Regions from separate parts of the Triticum aestivum genome. Here region 2 is linked to region 1. The links are chromatin contacts, called in public Hi-C maps. All regions are on one chromosome and are shown on one strand. The core of a region is the stretch at or near the end of the contact, and the rest is flanking DNA. Distances in the headings are between cores, read along the strand shown.

What was found. A called contact is a pair of places that touch in the nucleus more often than the background predicts.
Region 2: a Hi-C map of an unstated tissue shows a contact between it and region 1, with 10 times the contacts expected there. The contact joins the promoter of LOC123093876 here to the promoter of LOC123093873 in region 1. A contact is called at or near these places in 2 of 5 Hi-C or Micro-C datasets (leaf and an unstated tissue).

Annotation. Positions count from the first base shown.
Region 1 is chr4B:651,635,636-651,640,685 of IWGSC CS RefSeq v2.1, forward strand. It overlaps LOC123093873 (probable apyrase 3), which reads right to left and starts at 1,977. Exons shown (of 7, transcript XM_044515937.1): 1 at 1,655-1,977; 2 at 1,431-1,559; 3 at 1,227-1,283; 4 at 1,013-1,105; 5 at 525-730; 6 at 3-94. The coding sequence starts at 1,930.
Region 2 is chr4B:651,770,288-651,775,337 of IWGSC CS RefSeq v2.1, forward strand. LOC123093876 (stem 28 kDa glycoprotein) reads left to right here and starts at 1,896. Exons shown (of 2, transcript XM_044515940.1): 1 at 1,896-2,403; 2 at 3,305-3,932. The coding sequence starts at 1,970. The coding sequence ends at 3,689.

The DNA of each region.
Region 1 (5,050 bases), core at 727-3,226:
ACCATTGTATCCCCGCAGCATGCAGTAGCTCACTGGACCATTCTTGGCCTTGAAGATCTCTACCCGAGAAGCCATTGCGCCATAGTGCAAGTAGCTGAAATGGTTCAAAAATTACCACCCGTAAAACCATTAATAAGGGGAGCAAAGTAGTTACCACATGGCCTTTGTAGAATTGCAACATACTCCCTCTGTATTTATTTACCCCACACATTAGCTTTGATTCAAGTCAAGTTTTTATAAAGTTTGACCAACTTTATAGAAAATTATATGAACATTTACAATAATAAATCTATATAATGTGAAAATATATTCAATGATGATTTTAATCGTATTAATTTGGTGGTGTATGTGTTGGTATATACTTTTTCTCTACAAACTTGATCAAAATTTATAAAGTTTAACTTTAGACAAAGCTAATATGTAGAACAAATAAATACAAAGGGACTAACAGAGTTGGATGCACAACAATAAGTGATAAAATAACAGAGGAGGGAGCTTAGCTAGCTAGGGTCCAAGTAAGTAACCTGTGAACATAGACGTTGTAATCTCTTCCTTTGAGATACTCTTTGGTGACGTATGGATCGTCCCCTTGAGGCACCCCGGGAGCGGTAGCGGCGGCATCCGCGGAGATGGCATATGCCATCTGCACTGACCCGCCTCCAAGGTCGATCACACCCACCGTCTTGGAGTAGTCTCCTCCTAAATTACCCAGCAGGTAATTCAGAGCAACCTACGTACGGTGCAATATCAATTTGTGTGACAACAGTAAATACATCTACGTGGATATATATACTGAGTAATTAAGTCAGGTCATGTAAGTACTTTCTCCGTTCACAAATATAAGATGTTTTGCATATTTCAATATGGATTACTAGAATTGAAATAAGTGAACAAACACACTATATATTACACATTTTATTTATAAAAATACGTAGAATATCTTATATTTGTGAACGGAGGGAGTAGTATACTAGTGGGACGGAGCGAGTACATAGGGTAGGAGTATACGTACCCACAGGTAAGACCCTTCCTGAGACCCCTTGAGGACATTGATCCAACTAGGGTTGTACTGGAATTTGCTCTGGCTGTGGACAGCATCCCTCACCTGTATGTACGTACGTGTTTTGGTTAGGAATAATCAGTTCAAACAAGTCCATCGTTTCAAATTTTAGTACTATATATAGATACTGGAACAAGAGTAGAATTTAGAGATAAGAAATAATTACTGCTTCAAGAATTTGCTCTGCTTTCTCGTCTCCGATGAGCCTGAGCCCAGCCGTCGCCTGCACATATTCATTCCATTTCTAATTTTAGCGATTGATTTGTGTCCCATATATAAATTTCGTTTCAATTTGTTTGGTGCCTAGTAAACTAGGTGCTGGACAAACCGTAAAAGTATTTGTTATTGCTATAGTTTGTTAAGGACGGACCCCTAGTTTAACGGGCGTTTTCTTCATGAGCGAGCGGGGCACGGTGCTCTTGGCCTTCTCCAGCAGAGGCACGATGGACTTGGCCGCCTCCTGCGGCCGGCCGGCGTACGCGCTCAGCCCCGGCTCCACCTGCGGCCACCAACAAATCAAAAGAAATATGAGAGGACAGCAACAACATACATACTCCTAGAATAGATTGCTATGCGTCGTGCATAAATATATACCTTGGCGAAGACCTCGATGTCGTCGCCGTCGCCAATGTCGATGAGCTCCATCTTCTTGTCGAACCGGAAGACGTGGACGCGCGTGCCCGTGCTGCCCGCGTCGAAGATCACCGCGTACTTCCCGGCCGCCTTCTTCAGCTCGGGCTCCTCCTCGGCAACGGCCCCAATACCGGCCTTCCGGCCGAGCACAGCCACGTCGGCGGCAAAGGCCGAGCCGGCGAACGAGAGGGCCACGAGGAGGAGGAGGAGGAGGAGGCCCGAGGCATGACGAACCATGGCGAGCTGCTGCTGGAGTGCTGGTGGGTGGCTTAGTGCGCGTGCTCGAGTGAGCAGCCGAAAGGGTATTAAAAGGAGGCGGGAGTTTCCATGGGCAGCCCCAGGGTTTGGTTGGCCGCGCAGATGAGTCCCTGCCATGCAAAATAAAACAATCCCATCTTACTGTAGGGAGGTTAGTGGAATTGTACTGTGAGTAACACTAGTGCGTGCGTGCGTGCGTGTGTCGATCTCATCGTGAAAAGATGATGTGGATGGATTGGGATTATTGTTGGATCTGAAACGTGGATCTACCGATGCAATTTACTGTGGATGTGCCGCTAGTATCGCTAATGCCAATCAACTGTGAGTAGAGCAGTAGTATCATCATCATTCAACAACTTTTGATCCATCCAAAAAAGTTGTCGTCTGGGCCCTCCTCCACGCGAAACACGCTGCATGCTTAAACAATACTATGGCGGGGCCCTTACCCTAGCTACCCGACGTACGCGCGACACGGACACATGCATGCATGGGCCTCCAAAAGATCATTTCGCCGGCCGGCCAGTCACTCTTGAAGGAAATATGCCCTAAAGGCAATAATAAAGTTATTATTTATTTCCTCATATCATGATAAATGTTTACTATTCATGCTAGAATTATATTAACCGAAAAAATGATACATGTGTGAATACATAGACAAACATATAGTCACTAGTATGCCTCTACTTGACTAACTCATTAATCAAAGATGGTTATATTTCCTAACCATAGACATGTGTTGTCATTTGATTAATGGGATCACATCATTAGAAGAATGATGTGATTGACATGACCCATTCCGTTAGCCTAGCACTTGATCGTTTAGTATACTGCTATTGCTTTCTTCATGACCTATACATGTTCCTGTAACTATGAGAAATATGCAACTCCCGTTTACCGGAGGAACACTTTGGGTACTACCAAACGTCACAACGTAACTGGGTGATTATAAAGGAGTACTACAGGTGTCTCCGAAGGTACATGTTGAGTTGGCGTATTTCGAGATTAGGTTTTGTCACTCCGATTGTCGGAGAGGTATCTCTGGGCCCTCTCGGTTATGCACATCATTATAAGCCTTGCAAGCAATGTGACCAAATGAGTTGGTTACGGGATGATGCATTACGGAACGAGTAAAGAGACTTGCCGGTAACGAGATTGAACTAGGTATTGGATAACGACGATCAAATCTCGGGCAAGTAACATACCGATGACAAAGGGAACAACGTATGTTGTTATGCGGTTTGACCGATAAAGATCTTCGTAGAATATGTAGGAACCAATATGGGCATCCAGGTTCCGCTATTGGTTATTGATCGAGAATGGTTCTAGGTCATGTCTACATAGTTCTCGAACCCATAGGGTCCGCACGCTTAACGTTACGATGACAATTTTATTATGAGTTTATAAGTTTTGATGTACCGAAGTTTGTTCGGAGTCCCGGATGTGATCACGGACATGACGAGGAGTCTCGAAATGGTCGAGACATAAAGATTGATATATTGGAAGCCTATGTTTGGACATCGGAAAGGTTCCGGGTGAAATCGGGATTTTACCGGAACACCGGGGGGTTACCGGAACCCTCCCGGGGGTTAATGGGCCTTAGTGGGCCATGAGGGAGAAGAGGAGGGCCGGCCAGGGCAGGCCGCGCACCCCCTCCCCCCCTAGTCCGAATAGGACAAGGAAGGGGGGAGGGGGGGGGGGGCGGCGCCCCCCTTTTTTCTTTCCCCTCCCCCCTTTCCTTCTCCACCAAGGCAAGAGGGGGGAGTCCTACTCCCGGTGGGAGTAAGACTCCTCCAGGCGCACCCCAAGGGGGCCGACCGCACCTCCCCCTCCCTCCTTTATATACGGGGGCAGGGGGCACCCCATAACACACAAGTTGATCTACGGATCGTTCCTTAGCCGTGTGCGGTGCCCCCCTCCACCATATTCCACCTCGGTCATATCGTCGCGGAGTTTAGGCGAAGCCCTGCGCCGGTAGAGAATCATCATCGTCACCACGCCATCGTGCTGACGGAACTCATCCCCGAAGCTTTGCTGGATCGGAGCCCGGGGATCGTCATCGAGCTGAACGCGTGCTGAACTCGGAGGTGCCGTACGTTCGGTGCTTGGATCGGTCGGATCGTGAAGACGTACGACTACATCAACCGCGTTGTCATAACGCTTCCGCTTACGGTCTACGAGGTTACGTGGACGGACACTCTCCCCTCTCGTTGCTATGCCATCACCATGATCTTGCGTGCACGTAGGAATTTTTTTGAAATTACTACGTTCCCCAGCAGTGGCATCCGAGCCTAGGTTTTATGCGTTGATGTTATATGCATGAGTAGAACACAAGTGAGTTGTGGACGATATAAGTCATACAACTTACCAGCATGTCATATTTTGGTTCAGCGGCATTGTGAGATGAAGCGGCCCGGACCGACATTACGCGTACGCTTACGCGAGACTGGTTTCACCGCTACAAGCACTCATTGCTTAAAGGTGACCGGCGGGTGTCTGTCTCTCTCACTTTAGTTGAACCGAGTGTGGCTACGCCCGGTCCTTGCGAAGGTTAAAATAGCACCAACTTGACAAACTATCATTGTGGTTTTGATGCGTAGGTAAGAACGGTTCTTGCTAAGCCCGTAGCAGCCACGTAAAAATTGCAACAACAAAGTAGAGGACGTCTAACTTGTTTTTGCAGGGCATGTTGTGATGTGATATGGTCAAGACGTGATGCTATATTTTATTGTATGAGATGATCATGTTTTGTAACCGAAGTTATCGGCAACTGGCAGGAGCCATATGGTTGTCGCTTTATTGTATGAAATGCAAATGCCCTGTAATTGCTTTACTTTATCACTAAGCGGTAGCGATAGTCGTAGAAGCAATAGATGGCGTAACGACAACGATGCTACGATGGAGATCAAGGTGTCGCGCCGGTGACGATGGTGATCACGACGGTGCTTCGAAGATGGAGATCACAAGCACAAGATGATGATGGCCATATCATATCACTTATATTGATTGCATGTGATGTTTATCCTTTATGCATCTTATCTTGCTTTGATTGACGGTAGCATTTTAAGATGATCTCTCACTTAATAATCAATAAGTGTTCTC
Region 2 (5,050 bases), core at 646-3,145, 130 kb after region 1:
GTAGGAGATGGATCACAGATTAATATCTGGGAGGACCCTTGGATTCCCAGCAGCCCGACCCACAGAGTTCTTACACCAAGGGGAAATATAGTGATCACAAGAGTTTATGAACTAATTGATTCGGAAAACAGAGTGTGGAATGAACAATTGCGATTTTTTTGGCCAATTGATGTGGAGCGTATTATGAATATCCCTCTAGCTTTGAGAATGATGGAAGATTTTGTATCATGGCACTTCAATAGAAGTGGAATTTTCTCAGTAAGATCGGCTTACCATGAAGGGTGGGAGCACCGGGAAAATATCTGGTGCTCTGGGAGCACCTAAGCTTAGGTGCTCCCGTGCGAGCTCGGCCGTTGGATCTCAGATCCAAGAGCTTCCATGAAATGATGAATATTTTTGTAAAAAAGCCCTCATAGAATCTGAAAAATGTGTGCAAGTACAGCAACTACAGCAACTCCTCGTATGCCCTTGGATCTGAGATCCGAGGGCCCAGAAGTCCATATCATGGGAGCACCTATGTTCCCGTATCACAAGATACTCTCCCTGGGAGCACCAGCATGGACAAAAGTTGAGGACGACAAACTCATTACAAGCCTCAAGTACCATTTGGAAATTGCGTGTGCCATCAAAAATCAAAATCCATGTTTGGAGGACTTTGCTTGGAGCTATTCCTTGCCGTGGTGTTTTAGGAAACAGACATATGATTACAAGTTCCTAGTGTCCCCTTTGTAGTTCGGACTGTAAGAGCATTAGGCATGCCATGTTTTTGTGCCCGAGGGTGCAGGAAATTTGGTGAATTCTTGGACTACAGGAGCTAGTGAATGAAATATGCACAGTAGAGAGAGATGGAGGTTCGGCGCTGGCCGATCTCCTACTATCCAAAAGTACCATATGTCCACTGGTGGCTGATGTCCAGCGCAATGATCTTGTGTCCACAACAATCTGATACGCATGGTGGGAACGGCGCAAATACACACACGGTGAGAACATCTATGAGTCGGCTAGGTCGGGCCAAGCTATATCAACTTTAGCGCAGAACTTTTCACGAGCAAGGTTGAAGCAAACTAAAATTAAAAAGACATGGCTGGTCCAAGCCGCCTAAGGGCGTCATCAAACTTAATGTCGATGCAGCATTTGATCAGGACACTGGTACAGGAGGTACGGGAGCAGTGTTGCATGATGAGGCCGGTTCCTTTGTGGAAGACGCAGCGACAACAAAGGCTAGAGGACTACGAGATGGCCTCCTACTAGCGAATGAAATTGGTTGCAACGAAATTTATGTCGAAGCGGACTGTTTGGAGGTAATCGAGATCATGCTGAGTAGCCGGAATTCACTAGGACCAGCAGCGGTAATATATGAAGAATGCACTTTCTTATCTAGCAATTTTATCTCTATAGTTTTTAGCCATTGCCCTCGGGAAGCCAATATGGCGGCGGATCTGCTAGCTAAGAACTTGGAGGTGTCTCGAACAATTGTTTGGAAATCGAAGCCCCGGGTTTCTTAGTGGATGTTTTAACAAACGATGTATCTTTATTCTCACATGAAATATAAACCGCCATGATACCATTTCCCTCAAAAAAAGGTAGCGCTTATTTATTTTTAAAATTTCTGTATAAGCGTATGGATAAGTGCTCATCATTGTAGATAGCCTAATTAACTGAATTATTGGACTAACTGCATCAAGATCGGATCACATCACATCTATCCTGTCCCCGTCGGTCGACGACACTCTCCTCCAATCAAAATATTGCCCCAACGCGCGCGCGTGTCGCACGCTGTGAATGCGACCCGCCAATGTCACCAACCCCCCTGCCTCCTTTGTTTTGTCAGCTAATTTACTTCGAGCCCACACTCACGCGCACACCGCGTGTAGTATAGGATCGATCGATGCAGCTTCTCTTCCCCTCCCTTCCTATTTAACAAGCTCTTCGCACCTCAGCAAGGGAAGCACCACTACACACGCTAGAAATGGCGATGGCCAGGACGACAACGACGCTCCTCCTCGCCGCCGCGGCTCTCCTCGTGGCCTCCTGCGGCGCGTGGGAGGCCAACATCCGCATGCCGACCTCGCTGGACCAGGCCGTGGTGGCGCCGCTGATCCACGCGCTGCGGCCGCTGCTGGGCTCCGGCAAGCACGCCGGAGTGGCGTGCGACAGCTGGGTGCTGGGCGTGGAGGCGCACAACGTGCGGGACTGGAAGACGGTGCCCGCCAGCTGCGAGGGCTACGTCGGCCACTACATGCTCGGCAGCCACTTCCGCCGCGACTCCAAGGTCGTCGTCGACCAGGCGCTCGCCTACGTCGACTCCCTCAAGCTCGCCGGCAACGGCAAGGAGGTGTGGGTCTTCGACATCGACGAGACCACCCTCTCCAACCTCCCCTACTACGCCAAGCACGGCTTCGGGTACGTGCACACCATGCTAATTATTGCAGGTGCATCTGAGCAGGGATTTTTCGTAGTAATTGCCCCCTATACACGGTGATGGGCATGTGATTGCCCGGGTAGGACCGTATCTGTTGACTGTTGTCCACTTGGCTACTTTATCGAACGGTTTATTTTTCAGCCGTCGTTATCAACTGATTACTAGTTGCTATAATTATGTTAGAATAAAAAATGAGTTTAGACGGATAATACTTGTAATTATGCAAATATCTAACAAATCGAGGGGTTCCAGTAACTTTGCTTCACCACAATCATTCATGACAAAGCTAACCTTTTTTTTGCGGGGTAGCTAACCTTTTTTGTTGAAAGCCGAAACTCTGCAATAAGCCTTTCTTTTAGCGGGTAAAACATGCATTTCTCAACTCAAAAGATCATTACACTCGATCGCTGCAATGGTAAACCTATTTTATCAAAGGAATCAAGAAATAAGCTGAGCTCTCACGAGTCACAAGCAGGGTGAGCGAGGTGCACGATGAGGTTAAATATATACAAGTTGTGTCGGAGTTGGATCTCGCGGTATGATATTGACTACTCCCTCTGTAAACTAATATAAAAGCGTTTAGTTCACTACTTTAGTATTCTAAACACTCTTATATTAGTTTACGGAGGGAGTAATTAATTTAGACCTCCACTTGGCGAACTTCATTTTTTATCATCAATCACGTTCGTCCACAGATACGTAGAGCATTGAGTTTGGGTAATGCTTATCCCCTTTGGCCATTTGGCCACTTGGACCACAAGGTTACATACTTCGGTTTCCATAATTACCTTTTTTTTTTGAATTGGTATGCATATAGTACTACACTAGCTGATATGGTTGAGTCCGCCATTAATCTATCTTCATATACACATACGTGCGCAGAGCTACACCGTTCAACGCGACGAGCTTTGACGCATATGTGTTGGAGGGGAGCGCGCCCTCGCTGCCGGAGACGAAGCGGCTGTACAACAAGCTGCTCTCGGTCGGTGTCAAGCCGGTGTTCCTCACCGGCCGGACCGAGGACAAAAGGGCCATCACCGTCACCAACCTCCTCCGCCAAGGCATCTCCGGGTGGATGAACCTGCTGCTGAAGCAGCCCGGCTTCAAGGGCTCCGCGGCGACCTACAAGTCCGGCGAGAGGCAGAAGCTGCAGGATGCTGGGTACATCATCATCGGTAACATCGGCGACCAATGGAGTGACATCCTTGGCGCACCTGAGGGCGCCCGCACTTTCAAGCTGCCCGACCCCATGTATTACATCGGCTAGGCCGCTCCGGCTTGGGCATGCCCCCATTGATTTCTCGAATAAGCTCCATGCTCTTAGTTATATGCATGTTTAGTCAATAATCCCTCCCAACTTGTTGCTTGGTTCATTTCCATTGTTGAGAACTTGAGATTAATTGCCATTATAAATTAGACGTGTTCGTGGAGAAGTTGCATGTTGCTTAATCTATGGATCCATGGTCCACTATTTTTTTTCTTGCGAGAAATTCATGGGCTATTCTTGTTTGATGTGTTGTTCTTCTCAACTTGGATCTAGTACTAATGATGGTGTAATATTTTACTAAATATTATGGATGGTGCAACTAATATCATAGGTACTCCCTCGTTTCCTAAATATAAGTCTTTTTTAAAGATTCCAATGCGGACTACATATGAAGCAAAATGAGTGAATCTACACTTTAAATATGTCTATATACATCTGTGTGTAGTCCTTACTGAAGAATGGCACTTGTTTTAACCCCTCCGTTAATGGGTCAACTTTGACCCGTTCGAGGAAGGGATCATTGTTGGCGGTCACCAGACGCCCATCAGTGAAGACTGGAGAGGCCACCAAGGAATTGTGGTCTAAACAGGTGTCCAACATGCATGAACATTAGAGAAAGGCTATGGGAAGCCTCACTATGCTGGTTACCTGGAAGATTTGGAATGAAAGAGATGTGTCTATCTTCCAAGGTATTTAAGCTATGTCAAAGACCTTCCTTGCAAAGATTAAAAATGAGGCAGCAACATGCGTCAAGACTGGGGCAAAGGATCCGGGAAATATTATGTCATAAGAGTGCCCCGTTCTCTTAATTCAGCCTTCCATTGTTAGTTGTTGTTGTTGGTGGTGGTGGTGGTGATGTTGTTGTGTCTCTTTTTTTTTGCGAAAAGGATCAGATCTGTTATAAAGATTCGCCGAAAGTACAAAGCACCTCAAACATAATAAAAATTATATCAAGGTCCATGAACCACCGAACCACCATTGCCGCCGCCAGAATGAGCCGCAGACGCACCGATGTCGCTCCTCCCATACCAGAGCCGGCCTGGCCTTGTCAATAACAGGCAGGGAGTCTTCGTGCATGTGTCACTAAGGACAAGCGCTTTGGAGCCACAGTTGTCATTGTTGAATCCTTGAATCAATTTGCAGAACCTGACACCAAATATCACCATTGCGTATGCACGGCGAAAAATCCTAACCTCACCGCCCCAAGGAGCTGGAAGGAATCTACGTCGGAGCTCCGTCTAATCCGTCCCAACGGGCGAACTTGAGGAGAATCGGTGTCCGGAAGACTGACTCGAAGAAGAAGCGCTGCCATCCCCCCAAATGCCGCCCCTGTGATGACTAAAACCCTACCTAAGAGACAA